Linked DNA regions of Anas platyrhynchos: region 2 is linked to region 1. A link is a contact called in public Hi-C data. All regions are on one chromosome and are shown on one strand. The core of a region is the stretch at or near the end of the contact, and the rest is flanking DNA. Distances in the headings are between cores, read along the strand shown. Region 1 holds the start of SARDH (sarcosine dehydrogenase). Region 2 holds the start of ADAMTS13 (ADAM metallopeptidase with thrombospondin type 1 motif 13).

Region 1 (4,008 bases), core at 509-3,008:
TTTTGATTTTTAAATGAATGGGAGAACAGGGTTTCTGGTGGGGACTACCCCAAAAAGACACAAAACCCCAAAATGCGCATTGAATTAAACTCGCCTAGTTCCCTTCTCCCTGCCAAAGAAATTGGATTAAAAATAATAATTTAAGAGTGGAAATAAGTAAGAGGGGAAATAAACTGTTTAGTTATTCTCTGATCCTATTAAAATTATATATAGAGAAAAAATGGGGTGTGTTTTCCTAATGGAAAGTTGTGCCAAATGGAAAAGCAGAACCCTGAAATTCTCCACGATTAAAGCCAACCCCCCCCGGCACACCCAGAACCCACCCGTGCCATGGGTGGGCTCCATCCACCTGTCCCCAGCAGTGGGGTCCTGTGTAACCCCCCTCCTTGCCCCGGTCCCAATCCCAATTGCTCACCAGCCGTGTGCCAGGTGGTGCCCGACGTCAGGCGGTCCCTCTCCAGCAGGACCACGCTGGTGACCCCCAGCTTGGCCAGGTGGTAGGTGGTCTGGCAGCCCAGGCTGCCCCCCCCGACCACCACCACCTCTGCCGAGGGCGGTAGGGGCCGGCTGGGTCCCGTAATTTTGGTGCCTTCCTCCTTCAGGGTCTTCTGGTAGGGGACGTTCTTCTCCGCCGGGGGACCCGCGGTGCTGCTGAAGGGCCGGGGGCTTCTCCAGGGGGCTGGCAGGCGGCGGGGGGCAGCCGCCCGCAAGGCGCAGCTGATGTAGGACATGTCGACCTGCGGAGACCCCAAAAGCCTCGCCAGGGTGGGCAGGGGGGGCCCTGCCAGAGGGTCACCGGTGGTGGCACCTGTGGTGGCATCGTGGTGCCGTGCAATGGGTTGAGCGGCACCATGGGGGGGACCTGGGGCACGGCTTTGAGCCAGGCTCCGTGGACCCCCACCTGCAGGAATCGCACCCCAAAGGGAGCCGGGGAGGCTTCCAGGCACCCTGCGGGGGGGCCCGGCTTAAAAAAAAAAAAAAAAAAAAAAAAAAGGAGCTTGGAAACGCACAGGTCACTGCAGCTCCTGCGCGGGTTCCCAGCCCACAGAAACCACCCCCTTTATGTTTGTGTATTCAGGAGGCACCACAAAGGAGCAGGGGTTGCTCTGTAGCAGAAGAGGGCAGTGCAATGGCTGCTGGCGGGGACGGGGACAGAAAAAGTCCTCCAGCCCCGTGCCTGGGATCTGGGGACGTGGCTCGGGGTTTGCGCTGGCTTTGGAGCAGCCGCGGCCCCACAACCAGCAGGCTGTAACGGGGTGGCACCGCTCTTCCTACACCAGCTGCAGCTGGAGGCTTTTACAGACCTCGCTCCTGCAGGATCCCGCTCGCTGCCACCCCACAGCCCTACAAATCTGGGAAATCCCACCCGGGATATCCCGCAGGAGTTCCTTGCGGGGAGGAAACCCACGCTGGGTTCCCCACCGCTCGCCAGCTCCACTCACCGGTGACGCTTGCTCCGAGTGGTGTTCCCTGCCGCGATGGCCGTGGGGCTCCTGCCTTCCTCCGATGCTCTCCTCCTCCTCCTCCTCTTCCGTGCCACTGCCGTGAAAACATTAACCAGAGCCGGGGGCGAGCGGGGCCAGCTGAGCGCTTCCCCTGCCCCAACCGAGATCTTACCCGCTGTTGTTCCTCCGCCGAAGAAGAAAAACTCAGGGGGAGCCGAGGAATTCGAAACGGAAGGAAATTCTCACTTTTCTCCCCAGATCAGCGCTCGGCGGAGAGCAGAGAGCCTGGCTGGGGCCAGGAGGGGCTCGCAGCCTGCAGGGCTCGCTCGGTGCCAGAAAGCAAACACAGCGAGCGCGGCGAACATCTGACCCTCCTGCCGGAGTTCCCAGCAGTCACATTGAATGAGCAGAATTAAAATGCGTTTAAGCCAGACCCGAGAGCCCAAAGCGAAGGTGGGAACACCAAAAAAATTCATCTAGAGGGGGGAGGAAAATAAAACTTTTCATTGAGCTCTCACAGCCCCAAGGCTCTCACAGCCCCTGCACCTCCTGCCCAGGACTCACCCCAAAATTAGGGCCTGTTTGGGCAGGAGGCGCAGGCAGTGCAGGCTCCTCAAAGGCGGCTCTGAAGGGCCGGATTCTGCTTGGGGGGAGAAATTTGGGGTGGGTGGAGCCGTGGCTGGGTCAGGGGCTGGTGAAGTTTGGGGCTGAGAAGTATTGTGAGCTCTGAGGTTACTGCCTGGGGGCTGGGGTTTGGGGTGCTTGTGGTGGTTTGGGGGACTCGTGGTGGTTTGGGGGACTCATGGCAGTTTGGGGGGCTCGTGGCATTCGGTGGCATCACTGTCCCAGGAGCCACCCCCATGTGTGTGCTGAATGCACGCTGTATGGGGGCTGCATCCAAATCATCCCGGTTCAGGAAGGGGTTGAATAGCAGCCAAGGGAGGAGGGGGTAGCTGATCCAGAATCAGCCCAAAACAGCCTTGCCTTTTTTTTTTTTTTTTTTTTTTTAAAGGCAAAACCAGTTTCTGGTTAAAGAGAGCCCAGCAAAGTAACCAAAGAGATGCGAACAAGTCAAAACTCCTGCCCGTGGTGGGGTGTTGCTGTCTGATGGGACCAAGCTGTCTCGCCGGCATGTCCTAACTACAAACACGGCCTTTGGGTTAGAAAAGACCCAGAACAAAGCAAGACGAAGCATGCGTGGAGCAGAGCAGCCTGAGAAGCTCAGGATGGGGCAGAACGAGGCCCCAGAGCCTCCGAGCAGCGAGGCCCTGATGGAGCTGCAGAGCCAGAACGAGGGAGGTTAATTTTTTTTGGTGGTCGTTACAACATAGAGAGGATGTAAAACATCCAGTCCTTTCCTTGTCATGCTTAGATTAATTAGGAAATAAAGGGGCAGAGCTGTTTGCATGCGCCAGCTGGAGCTTTCCAGGTCACAGAAAGCATCACAAAGCTGATGCACATATGGATGCCCGAGCATGCTGCAAGGCTGCAGTGGATCAGAGCGCGCACGAAGCCACCAGGACGTGCCATCACCATCACCAAAGCCTGCACTGGCATGCACAGAACCCTCTTCACACCTTGCAGTCCAAGTTTGGTGTCAGGAGAGCACCACAGCTGCAGGACACTGAGCAGAAAGCGCCCTCGACCCCGTGCAGTCCATAGCTTGCCGAGCTCTGACCTTGCCACCCCCTGCCTCAGTTTCCCCACCCCGAGCTGTTCGGATCCTTTGCTGTGGGGTCCCAGACAGCCACTGTGCTGGTGCCCAGGGCTGACCAAGGTGCCGGTGGCAGTGAGCAGCGGGGCGGTGGAGGGAGGTGGCCGCACGCTGGCCGGCCACAGGCCACCGGGGCCATGGGGCGTGCTGGGGGCCGCGGCACGGAGCAGGAGCGGCTGTTTGCAGAGGGCAGCCAGCAAATGCAACCACCCCTCGGCGCCGTGTTTGCTCAGAGCCCCGGTGAGCCCAGCTCATGGGGCAAGATTATGTCAGCAGCTGCTATTGCTGCAGAAAAAAATTGATAAAATAATATAAAACTTGTGTCTGGCGCAACCTCCTCCTCCCTGCAGGGTGCAAGCAGACAAGGGCCCGTGCAGGGCTGGAGCCAGCTGCCAGCCGTGGCTGGGGGCTGGAGATTTATCGTCCTGTTAATGCCCTTGGGAAGGCTGCTCCTGGTCTGGTTACAGCGCCTGGCTGGGCTGGGCACAGGGAATAAACGCTCCATTTATCCCCTCCGTGCACACCCCGGGGGGGTTAGATGGAGCCGAGCGGAGCCGGCTGTCGCGGCACCCACCTGGCCGAGGCTGCTCCAACCACCCCCAGAGGGTTGGATGTCACCAGCTGCCACCGAGGAGTGGGGACACCCCTGGGGTGGCAGTGACATCCCCAGAGCCAGGAGGACCTTGTGTGGAAGCAGATTTCTGCATTTACCTGCTCTTGCACCAGGCTCCAGCGCTGTGGGTGTCCCCCGATGGTGCCCAAAACTGCGCAGGGCTGAGCTGAAGCCCATCGCTGGCAGGGAAGCCAGGTACCCAAAATTGCTATTTCACACGCAGCGTGTGTTGGAGA
Region 2 (4,456 bases), core at 428-2,927, 160 kb before region 1:
GTCATGCTTCCCACTGGAATGCCACTCACCCATCAGAAGACTTTTCTTTAACCAGCACCCGCTCCACAGACTGTTCGGATCGGCCTGTTGGAAGTCCCAGTTTTCTTCTAGCAACTTCTGCTGCTTCAGGTCCTATTGCTGCTTCAATATCTTGTGGATCAACGTCATCAAACCAGATGTCAGCCCTGGTAAGTACAAATTTAATTATATTAAATAGTTTTTAAGTGGTTTTGCATCTTTATACTGTAGGAAAAGCATTTTTTTTTTTAAATTAAAAAATCAGCTCTAAAAAGTAGTCTAGCACTGTCATCTATACAAATCTGTTGCCTTATCTGAGGAGGGGCACTGTTCATCTTATTTCTCCCAAAATGTAGTCTGGAAGAGTGCAGCTATTTCGAATCTAATACTCTGTACTCCTTACATACACCTACTAAAATAAACATTCAAATACATGCATCATGCCTGAAGTACTCACTCTTTGGGCTGCTGCTCCACATCTTCAGCTTTCCTCTTCTTATGTTTTACATCACCCTTCTCCTTTTCAATATTGCCATTCTTCCTTTTTTCCTTGCAGCCTTTCCCATTGGTGCCATTTAAATTCTTGTCCGTTGCAACCTTCTTGGATTTTGGCTTAGCCAAAGGAGCATTGTCTTTAGCAGAACTGTTGTCCTTTTTATTTATGGATTTGGGCTTTAAATTCTTGTCCGCTGCAACCGCCTTGGATTTTTTCTTATCCAAAGGAGGACTGTCTTTAGCAGGACCATTTTCCTTTTTGTTTGCAGATTTGGGCTTTACCACGTTCTCACTCCCATTGCTAGCTGGAGCTTGTTGGCTGTTCCCCTCTTTGAGGGGATGCTTCTTTTTGGTGTGCGTTTGACATGCAGAGGGGGGCTCATCCGACTTATTTGCCTTTTGTTTCAGTAGCTAAAATGACCAAAAGGGAAAAAAAAAAAAAAAAAAGAGAGAGAGAAAATAAGATTATATCCCTTCAGTTCTATCCTGCTGTCATTTGTCAGAGTACTCCACACAGCGCCTCAGGGTGAAGCCAGGGGTCTCTACCTGGCTGAAGGGGCATTACTGCAACGGCACCTCCCCTGCGGGTTATTTTAACACAAATGCGTATTTTTTCATTACTATACGCGCTAGGGAACTGCGCTAGCAAGGAAAACGACAGCATCCCCGGCCCGGCAGCTCGCCCTCACCTCCTGCAGCGCCTTCCAGTTGGCGGAGAACTCCTGAGGGCTGCGGGGCGGGCCCGCCGCCATCTTAGGGCCCTGAGGCGCGGCCGGCTTCGGGGGGCGCCGCCGGAATTTCTTCTTCTTCTTGCCCTTCCCGGCGCTCGGCCCCGCCGCCCCGGGCTCCGCGGGGCCCCGTTTTGCCATGAGGGGACGGGGAACGGGAATCGAAGGGAGTGGCGGCCGCCGTTTCCTCAGCGCCTCGCAGCAGCGGCCCGGCGGGGAACGTGGCCCCGCGCTGCGGTTCCGGGCGTCGGGGCCGGGTCTGCGCTGGCGGCCCCTGGCGGCTGCGGGAGTGCTCGGCGCTGAGCCGCCCGTGGGGCGAGCCCTGAGGAGAGGGAAGGCTGGGGAAGGGGGTTGAATAAAGCTGGGGCTTCGATAAAGCTGGGATTTCAATAATGCTGAGGTTTCAATAAAGCTGGGGATTTCACGAGGGTGTTGTCTGCGTGCTTGGGGGGCAGGACCTGCGGGCCGGTGGCTCCCTGAGGGACTGTCCCTCTTTGCAGAAAATCAACTCTCCTGTTTAAACTGTATATTCTTTGCTTCTGTTCCACGATTGTATGCACCCTGTGTGGCCACCATCAGGGCCTGGCTCATGGTTTCGAGGTGCTGGGTCTTGCCATGCTTCACAGTATGTCTGAGGCTCCAGCAGAGTCGAGGTGCAGGGAGCAGCAAGGCACAGGTTGAACAAATTGGAGCCCAGTTCCCTGCAAATTGTACCTTGTTTATTTGGCTGCTAAAACTGCCCCAAACTCCTCTTATGGCTGCGCTCTCTGGCTGTGATAAAGCTGCAAACGTTGCGCAAAAAGCTCTGCCCCTACAGCTGTTCCTGTAAAGCTTCCCGCAGCAGTTCGATTCCCCCTCAACTGTCCCTCTCTGCAGAAAATCAACTCTCCTGTTTGTTTAAACTGTGTATTCTTCGCTTCCGTTCCACGTGATGCCTTGGGCTAAGCATTTTAATCACCCCTGGGCCAGAGTTTACCCTGCCGCACTGGTTGCAATTCTTCCAGCATGATCATCATCAGCTTGATGATCCGAGCTCTCATGATGTTCCCTCCGGGATTTTGTTGGCCATCCATTCTCCAAGAGGTAAGTTTGACCTCCAGAAAATGCAGTTTCCAGGAAGCCTTTTTTATTTCTAGGAAAAAAAAAAAAAAAAGAGGAGAGAAAATGCAATGTGTTCTAAGCCAAAATGTATCAAACCTCACTAATCAAGAAGATAAAGTTATTTCCTCTGGGTGGCCATTGTACAGCATATGCTTAGTGCAAACTAAAACCATTAGAACTTGGCATTGATACTTGTTGAATTGTTTGCTGATGTTTCTTCTAGGTTAGGTTCAGTTAAATAATAGTCTTGCATCCATTTGTTTTTCTTTAAAAAAATAAATAATAAAGTAAAACCATTCTTCTTCTTGCAGAAATTTCTCAGAGCATTGGATCCGGAAGATATTTTCTCTTACTTTGGAACCAGCTCAGTGTCTGATGGTATGCAGAGCTCCTTCCTTCTTGATGTTGGAACACATTTGTCAGTTTATTTCTAATCCCGTACATTTGATAATGCTAAGAACACTTATTAACTAACTCTGTTCTGACAAGCATTTAGCATTTCTGAGTTGCATTACTCAGTGAGGTAATCCATGTCTCAATGTGTTGAAGAACTGGGTCAGTCTTTAAAATCTCCTAAAGGAGATATGATAAATCTTTTTATGCGTTTCTGCTACAGTCCTCATTCTCTGTATTGGTATTTTTCTACAAGATTAACGCATCCAAGTCATCTGAATGGGAAGCTATAAACTAAGAATAGCTTTAAATGCACTTGTTTATTTTTTAAAAATAAACAGATGGAGAGACTAGCACTCTAGGTCTGGATTGGTGGCAGTTCAGAATAAAGACACATTCTGAACTCCCAAATTCTTGAAGCAAGGATGCTGTTGACCTGTGAGTTCATCTAGTGCACTTTCCAGTGTCTCTGTTTGGGTTATGATTATTCTCACTCAGTAATGCTTAACATCTGAGGAAGTAAAACTGTCTCAGCCTTTGTCAAATGAACCATTCTCCTTAACAAGGCAGCAGAAGCACAGATAAGTCAGGAGCTAGTTTCAGAGCTGTTGTCTGTTCCCAGTCAGAGTACACCGCTTTGGAATAGCTGAAAGCACAGAAGTTCTTTGACTACTGGCAAAATGACCTCAAAAGGCACAGTTATCAGCTGGAGAATAATTTTTTACAAAGATACAAATTATTATATTTGTTTTCTGTGTATCATAATTTCTTATAACTGTTCCCCTTGTTCTGGTTTTGTTTCATTTCTTTCAGTACCCGAGTTTGTGGTTGCTCAGCCGACTTGCCCTTGTAAAGAAGAGCACATTGAGCTGACATGTCAAATTCAACATTGCTCCATTAAGGCCTGGGGAGAAATCTATGCCTTTGAATTTCTAGAGGACCATGCCCTCGTTTCTTCTTCCTTTGTGATCAATCAAGTGGTGAACTCTTCCTTTAGCTTACTGAAGCAATTCTCAGGCAACTGCTTTGCAGGTGGCAAACCATCACTACCTCCTGGGGCTGAGTGTAGAGTCACTTATTGTGAAGGGCAGCTGGTGAGTATGCACTGAACTTATCAGCTTTTCTTACATGTATTTACAGCCTTTGCAGGTTTGCAGCTTGATGCTCCACACTTATGTGAACTGTCCTTTTAATAAATCTGAGCATTACAAAAGAGAAGGAGGAAGGATATGATACAGTCCTCCATGGTAGCAAATGTCTGGAATAACTCAGAGATGGAATTTCATTTCCTTTAGCAAGGAGTCGTCATTACAGATGAAGAAAAGATTCATATCAAGCCTGTCAGAAACAAAGATATGGCCCTGCTGAAGGATCTTGGCTTCTCCAGTGCCCATATTCTCTTCAGAAGTGCCAGAGTAGGATCAAATACAGCAAGAGGTAACATATTTGGAGAGGAAGCCCTGGTTGTTCTGCTCTGAAAAATTGTCTTCTGGTAGTAGGGCTGTTTGAATGAGCTGAGGGGAGAAATTTGTATCTGCAAGTATGTGATTATACTTGATATATGGCTCTCACTTCATTGAGATGTAAGTAACATTTTTCATTTAGGTATTTGTTATTTGGATAATATGTTACCAAGGGTGCAGACAGGTGAAGAAAACCAACAGAAGTGTGAAACTTGGGCAAGTGACTGTGAAAGTAGTTGTCTACCAGTATTTTAGTCT

The links. A called contact is a pair of places that touch in the nucleus more often than the background predicts.
Region 2: a Hi-C map of F1 follicle shows a contact between it and region 1, with 3 times the contacts expected there. The contact joins the promoter of ADAMTS13 here to the promoter of SARDH in region 1. A contact is called at or near these places in 4 of 8 Hi-C or Micro-C datasets (F1 follicle, skeletal muscle and subcutaneous adipose tissue).

Annotation. Positions count from the first base shown.
Region 1 is chr18:9,026,703-9,030,710 of IASCAAS_PekinDuck_T2T, reverse strand. SARDH (sarcosine dehydrogenase) reads right to left here and starts at 1,758. Exons shown (of 22, transcript XM_027471050.3): 1 at 1,618-1,758; 2 at 1,443-1,539; 3 at 416-737. The coding sequence starts at 731.
Region 2 is chr18:9,187,878-9,192,333 of IASCAAS_PekinDuck_T2T, reverse strand. It overlaps ADAMTS13 (ADAM metallopeptidase with thrombospondin type 1 motif 13), which reads left to right and starts at 1,677. Exons shown (of 29, transcript XM_005013267.6): 1 at 1,677-2,324; 2 at 2,654-2,720; 3 at 3,549-3,829; 4 at 4,031-4,172. The coding sequence starts at 2,247. It overlaps REXO4 (REX4 homolog, 3'-5' exonuclease), which reads right to left and starts at 1,526. Exons shown (of 8, transcript XM_072025399.1): 1 at 1,203-1,526; 2 at 476-924; 3 at 30-185. The coding sequence starts at 1,382.